Regions from separate parts of the Hordeum vulgare genome. Here region 2 is linked to region 1. Evidence: chromatin contacts called from public Hi-C data. All regions are on one chromosome and are shown on one strand. Each heading gives the region's core, a stretch centred on a gene start, on an enhancer-like site or on the middle of the called end of the contact. The rest is flanking DNA. Distances are from core to core; before and after follow the strand shown.

Region 1 (4,830 bases), core at 201-2,700:
GCGCCCCACACGGACTCCATCCGGCCCATGGCGTAGGCGTGGTAGGTGACCCGCGTGCCCTTGGCCACGACCGTCCCGTCCGGCAGCTTGTCGTCGCCCGCCGCGAACTTGGAGTCGAACTGCACCGGCGGGAATAGCCTCATGCTCTCGTACATGGCCGCGTGCACGTAGTGCATGTCCTTGAGCTTGCTGAAGCTCGGTCGCGGTCGGTCGTCGTCGTCGCCCGTCACGCGTGACACCTCGTCCCGGATGGCGGCCGCGACCTCTGGGTGATCGGAGAGGAGCAGGAAGAAGGCGGTCAGCGCTGAGGCGACGGTGTCGCGGCCGGCGAGCATGAAGCTGACGACGATGTCCCTGAGGTACTTCTCGTCGCTGATGGAGCCCATGAACCGCGACAGGAGGTCGCTGCCGGACGCGGCGCCGCCGAGCTTGTGTCGTTGCCGGGTGACCTCCGCGGCGAACCCGTCGACGAGGCGCACGGATTCCCTGAGCTTTCTCTCGTCCCCGACGTTGAAGAACCGCTTCAGGCGCCATACGATCTGCATGGGTGCCGTGGCGCGCCTCGCGGAGAGCATGGACGCCGTGTCGAACGCGTCCACGAACGCCGATACCGGCATGGACAGCTCGAGGCAGCCCGGGTCGAGGCCGAAGGAGATCTTGCATATGCAGTCGAAGGCGAAGCGACGGAACACGTCCTGCAGGTCCAGCACCTTGGAGGAGGAACAGGCAGAGTGAAGCAGGGGAAGGAGGCGGCCCCGCAGCTCGGAGGCCACGACGCCCGCGGCGAAAGCTCTGAGCGCCGGGGAGGCCAGCTCGGCCGCGGCGAGCTTCCGCTGGAACAGCCACGCGTCCCCGTCGACGTTAAAGATCCCGCGGCCGAGCAGGTCGGCGAGGATGGCGGAGAAGGGCTTGCCCTTGGGGTAGTTGTCGAAGCGCGCGCGCAGCATGTGGTCGACGGTGACCGGGTTGGCGGTGAGCACGTTGCGGAGCACGTGGACGTGCACGGTCTGCGACGGCGAGCGGCGTAGCAGGTGCGCGTACCAGTCGCAGAGGTTGTCGAACTCGCCGGCCCAGGACGCCGTGAGGTAGGCCTCGCAGACCGCGCAGTCGCACCACCACGGCGGGCGCGTGCGCGCCACGGCCAGGAGGGCGGCGAGCGCCACGGCGCAGGCCGCGAGCGCGAAGAAGGCGCCGGCCACGTGCGGCCGCAGCGAGAGCGCCAGGGCCTCCGCCGCCGCCCCCGCCCCCCCATGCAGCGCAGCCTCGACGCCCATGACGAGCACCACGTACGTAACCGTAACCACGGCGCTAGCTGCTTTTTTATCGTACGTGCGTGTGTGCGCGCGCGGGGGGTGAGGTGAGGTGCCGTTGCGCCCGCCCCCCGCTTTATACTGCCGCCGGCCCTCTCGTCACAGCTCGTGTGTAAAAGGACGGTGTGGTGTGAGGAATGGACTCGCCTCGTGAGTTTGACCGCTATTTCTCCCTCTCAGTAGCCAGTAGGTGTGAGCACGTTCGCTCTCCTCTCGAGCGCACCTCGATCGGTCGGCCTGTAGCGGCTGGTGGTCTAGACTCTAGTAGAGGTGGAGAGCCACATGTGCAATAGGAACAGCTAGCTTAATGATCTGCACGTTGTCCGCCGCGCCATGCCTGTCGCTCCATCGGGCCACGCATCGTCACCCACCTCCGGCTCCGGCTCCGGCCCGGCCTCCGGCTAGTGCTTGCCTTTTCTACCGCGGCCGGTCGGCCACGGCGTCGATGCTCCTTTTACCCGTGTACTATATCGTACTACAAAACAGGAAAGCCCGCGCCTTGCCTACTTGGGCCAGCCAGAGCCAGTTATTTTTTAAACAGGACCAGAGCCAGTTATTACTGACTGCACTACAGTGAGTGCTTGGATCCCTCCCACGACCCAGACAGCACGATTGTACCGCCGGACTAGTCGCCGATCCAGGGATATTTACTGCGCCGTGGCGTTTTGCACGTGTTTCCAGTGTCCACTAGCTTATCCAGGCGCCGGACCACCCGGCCGGAACACGTACGTCCCTGCCGCCCGTCTGCCGTCGCCGGGACGGACCGACCTTTCTCGGCGACAGCGGCCCAGTAAACTCATCAATGCCGGTACGCGCCGCTAGCTCCTATATGCCCCCGGGTACACTGACATCGTTGGAGGCGCAAGTTGCGTGCGTGCGTGACGGGCTGCATAGTAGTAGTAATGCGGTGCGTTTCAGGGGTCAGGCCGCTGCGCTGCAGGGTCGATTAATTCGGGCCTCATCCAACGGCGCCACTGCTGCTCGATGGGTATCTACCCAGCGCGCGGCAAAGATTTTTTATGATGAAATGCGGTGCAAGTTTCCAACTACTTCCTCCGTTCCTAAATATAAGTCTTTTAAGCGATTTTACTAAGGGACTACATACAGAGCAAAATAAGTGAATCTACACTCTAAAATATGTTTATGTATATTTGTATGTAGTCCTTTTATGAAATCTTTAAAAAGACTTATATTATGGAACGGAGGGAGTATTTCTATTTTGTTCTGAAAACGCGGTGCAAGTTGTTTCGCTTTTACGGTCGGAGGACGTGCTCACTGATAGGTATGTCGCCGATCAATCGAGCTGCTCGCCTCGTAAGACCCGACGTGGCAGCTTAATCATGTCGTCGTGAGTCTGATTGCACTCTCAATTTCTAGGTAAACAAAAGCAGGGAGTAGTGCTGCATGCATGATTTTTTTTTGGACAAAAAAGTAGTGGTACTGCTGCATCATTGCTCAACCCGCAAAAGAAAAAAAAAAGCTCTCTCCAGCTATGAAAAAACAATGTACGGTGCACGTACATCAGCCCAACCAGGGGTCAAGAGAAACCATGTGGTTCGTGCATGTGCTTCATGTTCATCTTTCAACTGCTTGTTACTACTAATAAATCTCCTGCATGTGGTACTGGTACGTGCTCAGTCGGAGATGAGATCCGTGCGTATAACAAATGGACGGCATACTAAATTAGAGCAACGGCCCGGCCAACAGAAACTTACTGTTGTGCTCTTTACAGAGCACACCACCAAGAAAAAAAAACAGACACTTACTGTTTAGCAACATGAAGCCGACCTGTACAACAAAATTAAGTGAGCCGTGAACAGGTGGCGTGAGTGGCGAGTCATTACCTGATAAGCTATGAAAACATGAGTAGACCCACCGAATCTAGCGCGGAAATGATATCTTGGCCCGATGCTTTACGCACTTAAATTCCGAGCGGCTATGTCGCATGCAAATATATACAGTTTTGGATAGCTGCAGTGCGTATTCTATCCTGTGCAGGGAGATGAGATTCCTGGGGCGTGCGTAATAATGTACCAGGCACGTATAGCAAGCCATGTGAGCACGTATATATATACAAGTAATAACAAGTTCAATCACAGAAACGGCGGCAACGTCTTCGTCATTGCTCCTGTCATGTGTCTTCGTGGCAATATTTGGACCGGGACATCCATCTTTGTCTATGCAAACGAAAAATTCTCCTATCTTTGCTGTCCACCTCCCACCCTTCCGAAAATGGCCAAACGTAACGGTTGTATCTCACACTGTCTTACTCCCTTTGTTCCTTTGTATAAGGCATATTTGTCCTTTTTATAAAGCTAGGAAAAGGGTCCGTGCTAGAAAAAGGGTCCGTGCGTTGCAACGGAAAAAATAATATAATACACACTCTTAGTTTACAAAAGGTGGTCTATAATTTGAGTATTTGTGGCTATAATCCAAACAAAGACAATCTTAACCTACAAAAATGCACTTCATGGTTTCACGGGTCTTCTATTTAAATACATCTTGCATGTAGATTTAATACGTAGAAAGAAACGGTCAAGTGATCTTCAATTTCGTCTCTAATCCCGATTTTGCTGAGATGTTCATCCATAATCAAAATCAGTACCGGTATAAAAGAAAGACGGGTAATGCATTACTGAGTAAGATTGCATCCTAGATAATATTTTTAATAAAATGGTTAATAGGTAAAATAACATCATATTCAGATTCTACGTATTTTTCTAGTCAAAATCAATATATAACATGTTAAATTTGAAGTTGCGGTTTAGAAGATATGAATATTTTAAAAATATATTTAATATGCATATTCAGATTCTACATATTTTTCTAATCAAAATCCATATATAATATGTTAAATTTGAAGTTATGGTTTAAAAGATATGAGTATTAAAAATATATTTAATACGTATTCGTGCGTTGCAACGAAAAAAAATGCAAAAATATATACAGATGTAATAGACAAAAAAAGAACTTTAGAATCCAGAAGTTCGCCAGGTCGTCTTTCGATGTGACGGTCTCTCGCACCTCTAGATTGCCTGGTGTAATTGTTCTTATTCCTTTGTGATTAATTGTATGTACTTTTGAATGAGAACATATTCTTATGAGAAGGTATTGGTACCCCGCTAAGAAAAGACAGAAGGTATTGTCCACTCTTTTTCATTATCTTCTTCCTTCATTCAGTATCTCCATCTCTTGATCTTCTCAATCCAAGATCTCCACAACATGCGACTCAGTAATTGTATCTGCAGATGTAACACTGCTACTTGTTTCTCCTCTCGTGTGATCAACATTTCAGTGTAATATGTCAATCTAGAAGTCAATAAAACATGGTCCATGCATGAAACTATGCTCTCAACTATATCTGCATATTCATTTGTAATTCCCATCTCTTCCTTTATAATTCCACTGTAAAAAGTAATTTAGCAGCAACACGCACATACACTCCCTTAAAGACACACACACATACAGCACTCAGGCACGCATGCTTACACAGCCAAAAATTTAGCATCAACGCACACAC
Region 2 (5,549 bases), core at 1,486-3,985, 200 kb before region 1:
AAAAGATAAAAGAACATGGTCAGCAATTCTAAGTAACTCCTATGTTGTACTTATCTTTTTGTAAGTCCGGTAAATTCTAGCGACTAAAAAAAGGTACTATTCGTAGACACTGAAAAACAAGTGCAGCACAGCAATGCGTCTGCATGCAAAGACGCACTTGAGGAAAGTACTGCAACGGTTGTCTGGAGAGTTTTTTTAGAAGTACAACGAATCACTATGCCATTGAAATGTGGGCTTCTGACCACATGCGAAGCAAATAGATGATGGCATTTTTCTCATTGCTAAATTTGGCGGTGAACAACATAAGCTTTTTCGAAGCCACGACTCGCAACAAAAGAAAGCTACTAGTTCATGCTCAAGAGTAAGTTGACCACAACCTCACAATTTACAGGAGAAGAAGGCTTGTCGCACAACCTTGGGCACCAGTCCAGCGACCAAACATTCCCCCCAGCGAACAAAATGAAATCAGAACTGCAAAAATTAAGAGATTTAATCACAGTTCAATCAGCATGGTTCTCCAGAGTCATATTGATAATGTAGAAGAGAAAACTGAAAGAGTGTAGAAATAAGAAGGTCAAAATTAGCAGTGTGTCCACATATCATTATTTTATGACAATGCTGAACTTTAATTAATGAAAGAAACAAAGCAATGGTGTTTCATCAAGTAACTTCACTCTTGACCTACTAACAAATCCCCCAAAAGCAGCAAAACCTTGCATGGGTTGGCGACACTTGATTACCCAACTCACTCTGCAGGATTACTCCTGGACCAAGAGAATACTGTTTTCATCCTCAAATAGTTGTTCTTTTACAGCGTGTGCAGTCCAAAATTTACAGTTTTGATCACTGATTACACCAAAGAACAAAATGGTATTCATATATTGGTCAATGAAATTACTTCCTTAGCACTAATTATTTTAAACTATTTTACCTGTATACAATTAGAAAGGGTACTTATCAAAGGTGTATTCGAGACCATGTTACATGTGAAACAGCAAGAAAATTGTTATACTTTGGTGGAAAATTCTTCACCAACAAGATGAGAATAGGTACTGGTCTGCTTACCAGTCCCTGTGCAGCAACCTTTGAATTGTGAGCAGATAAACAAAAATATTACATAAAAAGGGCTATATGAAAATCTCGGGGCATAACTTCAATACTCCAAATAACCAGAACTGAGGGACTTAAATCATAATGTATCTCTCCACAACAAACTTAGGGAGAATCATGTAACAAAATAAGAAGATTATAGTAGCTGGAAAAGTCTAGCTTCTAGAAAGAATACCTGTATGTATTATTATCCCTCCCATCTTCCAAGTGAGTGACCTGCATTGATTTGCACTTATGTGATCCAAGAAATCAGCAGAAAGCTTCCCTCCAATGTTATAACAGGAATTTTAGAATCAGGAATTAGGACCGTAGTTTTACTAACCTGAGGAACAGATGCAGACGAGAATTGTGGTAAGGTAATCTCATGTGTGTTATCTCTGGATGAAGTTGATCCAGTGCCGTGAGTAAAACTTACACCTTTTGGCTCATAATTAAAATGCCTCCATTCTCTGGAAGATAACAATTGATTAAATGTCCAGCAGAATGGGTTCTGAGTAATCCGAAAACACTAAACTACGAAAACAGGAAGGACAGAGTAAGCTAGTAAAAACGAAACAAGAAGACATCTTGTGCTCTCCAATTAGGTATACTGCCAATGTAACAACTGCAACTTTTCACAATGTGCTAATCTTATGGACAAACAGAGCCATCTCCGATGAGCATGTGCTACTACTAAGCAGAAAAGGCTCAAATTAATTCCATACCAAGTCAATAAAAGTGGCCTTACTTGCCAATAAATCTGATCTTTTTAATCTAAAATGAAAGGAACTAGAACTGTAGATCAAGAAAAGGCCAAAAAATCCCAGTGTACAGGCGCCCAGCCATTGAATTTAAAAGATCCTATCATCAACAATCAGTCAAACAAAAAACTTGAACTTACTAAATTTTAGCTACCACGGCACCATATTCTCACAACAGGTCTCATGGTATCACTTTAATCAGGCAAAAACCAGCTGATAACAACACAATCACACGCAGTGGCTGTATCAAATGAATCCTTGTGAACACCAACCGCAAGAAATAAATGCTACCATAACAAGAACATGACGACTAGAATTTATCGTTTTGAATTGTGATGGTGCCATAAACTCCAAATTTCACAAACTACAACAAAACTCTCCCGCACACACGACGAATCAATCAACAGAACTAAAGAAGCCCCACGTTCCAAGCTCCACCGTACTCGCACAACCACATCTCCGTCACGCGCCACGTGTAAAAAGTTCAACCGATGAAGCAGATGTTAATTACTGTCGCCGCTGTACGGTTTGCAAGCCCGAAACTGAAAGCTGCCAGATTCTATCGCGGTGTTTGGGGAGCAAGGAGGGCGTGTCTTCACCTGAGGAACGTTATCGAGGAGGCGAGCCGTTCCGCCTCGGCGTCGGGGAAGCCGGGCTCGGGCTCGCCGGCGGCGAGCTCCGAGATGGCGCGTACCGCTCTGGAGAAGTCCTCTGCAGATTGCTCGAAGCAGCAGACCTCGACGCCCGCGTTTCCCTTGTCCTCCCCTTCCGGCGGGGACGGCGCGCCCGTCGTCTCCGGCGGCGCGGCCATCACCGGCGGGGGGAGCAGCGACGAAAAGCAAGGGGTGTTCTAGGGCTTAGAGCCGCGGGAAGAGAGGGCATGTCTGGCGGAAGATGGGCCCAATTATACACCTTGGGGCGCGCCCGCGTGGGCTTGGTTTCCTAGTATGTGTTTTCAGGCCCTCGAAAGGCTCCGAGTCCGGCCCTGCTACGTACTGCGGGCCTACTGCTAGTGGGAGCAAGTAGTTGTGGAGCATTCCCTCGCAAGCCTTTCAACGATCATTTTTTTCAACGATCGCAAGTCATTTCACGTGTTCTCAAACGCCTGAATGTTTTTTCAGTTTTTTTTTATTTTTTCACACCTGTTTTTGGTTTTTTAGATTATTTTTTATGTTTTTGATGTTTCGTTTTTTCACCATTCTTTCTTAGCTTTTAGACGAAAAATAATTTTTAAAAAGAAAATTGCATGAAAAAAATGTGTTTTCTTTTTTCACGAGAGGTTTAGCTTTGCTTTTATGATCCCTGAAGAACGTTACTCTCATTTATTTTATCATATTAGCATGGCATGTCTTTATATTCACCACATGAATACAAATGTTAAGCATCACGATGTTAAGCGAGGCAATTGGATTGTATTCTTAACACGCTTCAACATTTTCAACCTTATTCAATATATGAGCGTAAACCATTGACATAGCATATGGATGGAATAGAATATGGTGGTAGACATGAAAGGAGTACAAGTGGAGAAAAAAGTCTCGCATCAATTAGACGGACCAATGGACTACGAAGATGCCCATCAATCGATATATATATGCGAGGATTATGGATTGCCATGCAACAAGTGCACTAGAGCTATAAGTATATGAAAGCTGAACAAAAGTTAAGTGGGTGTGCATCCAACTTGCTTGCTCGTGAAGACCTCACGCATTTGAGGAAGCCCGTCAATGAAATATGCAAGTCAAGTTCTATAATGAAAAAATCCCACTAACATATGAAAATGATAAATCATGAGACTCTCTATATGAAAAACATGGTGATTTCTCTAAGCACAAGTGTGGAAAAAGATGTAGTAGTAGTGTCGCTTCTTTATTTTCTCTCATTTATTTCTTTTATTTCTTCCTTTCTTTATTTCTATTTTTTTGTTTCTTTTTCCGTACACAATCTCATCTCGAGTCGTGGGAGAATCATAGTCTTCATCATCCTTTCCTCACAGAGACAATGTTCTAATAATGATGAACATCACACTTCTATCTACTTACAACTCGATACAACAACTCAATAATGATGAAAGAAATGACTATATGAATGCCTCCGCAATGTACTGATAGTTGTGAACTTGAAAGCACGACTTCTTCCTAAGGTGATTTTGGTAATTAATAACTACGTATATGTCATTGGATTAATGATTCTACCTAGTATATTTCAGGAAAAGTTCAATGATGCATTGTCTAAGGATTGTGAGGAGGACCCCTATATGCAAGGAACATCTATTAGCAACAAGCTTGAAAACTGTACATTTTATATTTTTGTGAGAAATCACACTTGAGTCCGTAGAAAGCCAATACTATTAAAAGGGGATGAGGTGACTATGATGATCTGGTTTGTCAAGTGCTTAGAGATTAGCCACAAAAAATACTCATGAATTCTCCCACAAATATTTTGTCCAAAATCCTAAATATCCAAAATTTGGCGCCACCAACTTTCCATTCGGCCAGACAAAGTTTTACCTCAGACAAATCCTATGGCAAACCCTGGCTTTCTTGGTGACACCATGTCTTGTTTTGGTATGACCGAGAATCAGTGACCAACTCTTTGTCTACCTATTTCTAAGAATCGCAATTTCCGAGTTTTAGGAATCGGTGCCACCGAGTTTGGTAACTACCGAGGCCATCCAAAATCGAACCCATGGAGATTCATATATCGGTGTCACCGAAACGCCAAAAGTTGCCACATTTTGCACTAGTCGGTGCAACTGAGTTTTTTACTTCGGTTTCACCGAGCGGGCAATAATGTTGTAACGGTTGGATTTTTGGAGATGCCTATACATACCCCTCCACCACCTCTCATTCGTAGGGGAAGCATTCAGAACGACCCAACACTTGTCATATCCATTTTTCTGAGAGAGAGCCACCTACTCATGTGTTGAGATCAAGATATTCCATTCCTACCATATGAATCTTGATTTCTAGCATCCCCAAGTTGCTTTCCACCTAATCAATCTCTTATACCCAAGCCAAATCTATGAGAGAGTGATTGAGTGTTAAGGAGACTATCTTTTAAAGCATAAGAGCAAGGAGTTCATCATACTACCACATATATCACCTTTTGGAGAGTGGTGTCTCCTATATTGGTTAGGTGTCTCTTGGGAGCCTCCTACTTCGTGTTGTGGAGTTGAACCAAGAAGTTTGTAAGGGCGAGGATATCGCCTACTTCGTGAAGATCTACCCCGAGTGAGGCTAGTCATTCGTTGACGTAAGCCGTGATGGAATATACAAGGTTGCTTCTTCATTGACCCTTCATGGGTTGAGCCCTTCGTGGACTCGCCCGACCATTACCCTCTGTGGGTTGAAGTCCCCATCAACATGGATGTACGATAGCACCACCTATCGGAAACCACGGCAAAAATCTCTGTGTCAATCTTTGTGTTTGATCTTCCTATCCCTACCCTCTATTTACATGTGCATGTCTTTACTTTCCGCTCTATACTCTTAGACTTGCATGTGTAGGGTGTGCTTGACTTGCTACAATTGCTAAAACATGCACACAAATAAAATTGGGAAAATGCTAGCTTTTTATTTGGTAAAGTAGCCTAATCACCCCCCCCCCCCTTAAGACATACTTCAGATCCTATAGGTGTTATCGGAGGTTTGGTCTTGATACGTCCCAAACGTATCTATAAATTCTGCTTGTTCCATG

What was found. Hi-C and Micro-C count contacts between places; a contact is called where the count stands out from the background.
Region 2: a contact with region 1 is called in a Hi-C map of seedling, with 3 times the contacts expected there. The contact joins the promoter of LOC123444844 here to the promoter of LOC123440510 in region 1. A contact is called at or near these places in 2 of 6 Hi-C or Micro-C datasets (leaf and seedling) and 1 of 1 datasets of contacts at active chromatin or transcription factors (embryo).

Annotation. Positions count from the first base shown.
Region 1 is chr3H:542,525,077-542,529,906 of MorexV3_pseudomolecules_assembly, reverse strand. It overlaps LOC123440510 (cytochrome P450 94C1-like), which reads right to left and starts at 1,450. Exons shown (of 1, transcript XM_045117076.1): 1 at 1-1,450. The coding sequence starts at 1,274.
Region 2 is chr3H:542,725,508-542,731,056 of MorexV3_pseudomolecules_assembly, reverse strand. It overlaps LOC123444844, which reads right to left and starts at 2,735. Exons shown (of 16, transcript XR_006631033.1): 1 at 2,450-2,735; 2 at 1,433-1,559; 3 at 1,286-1,326; 4 at 378-471.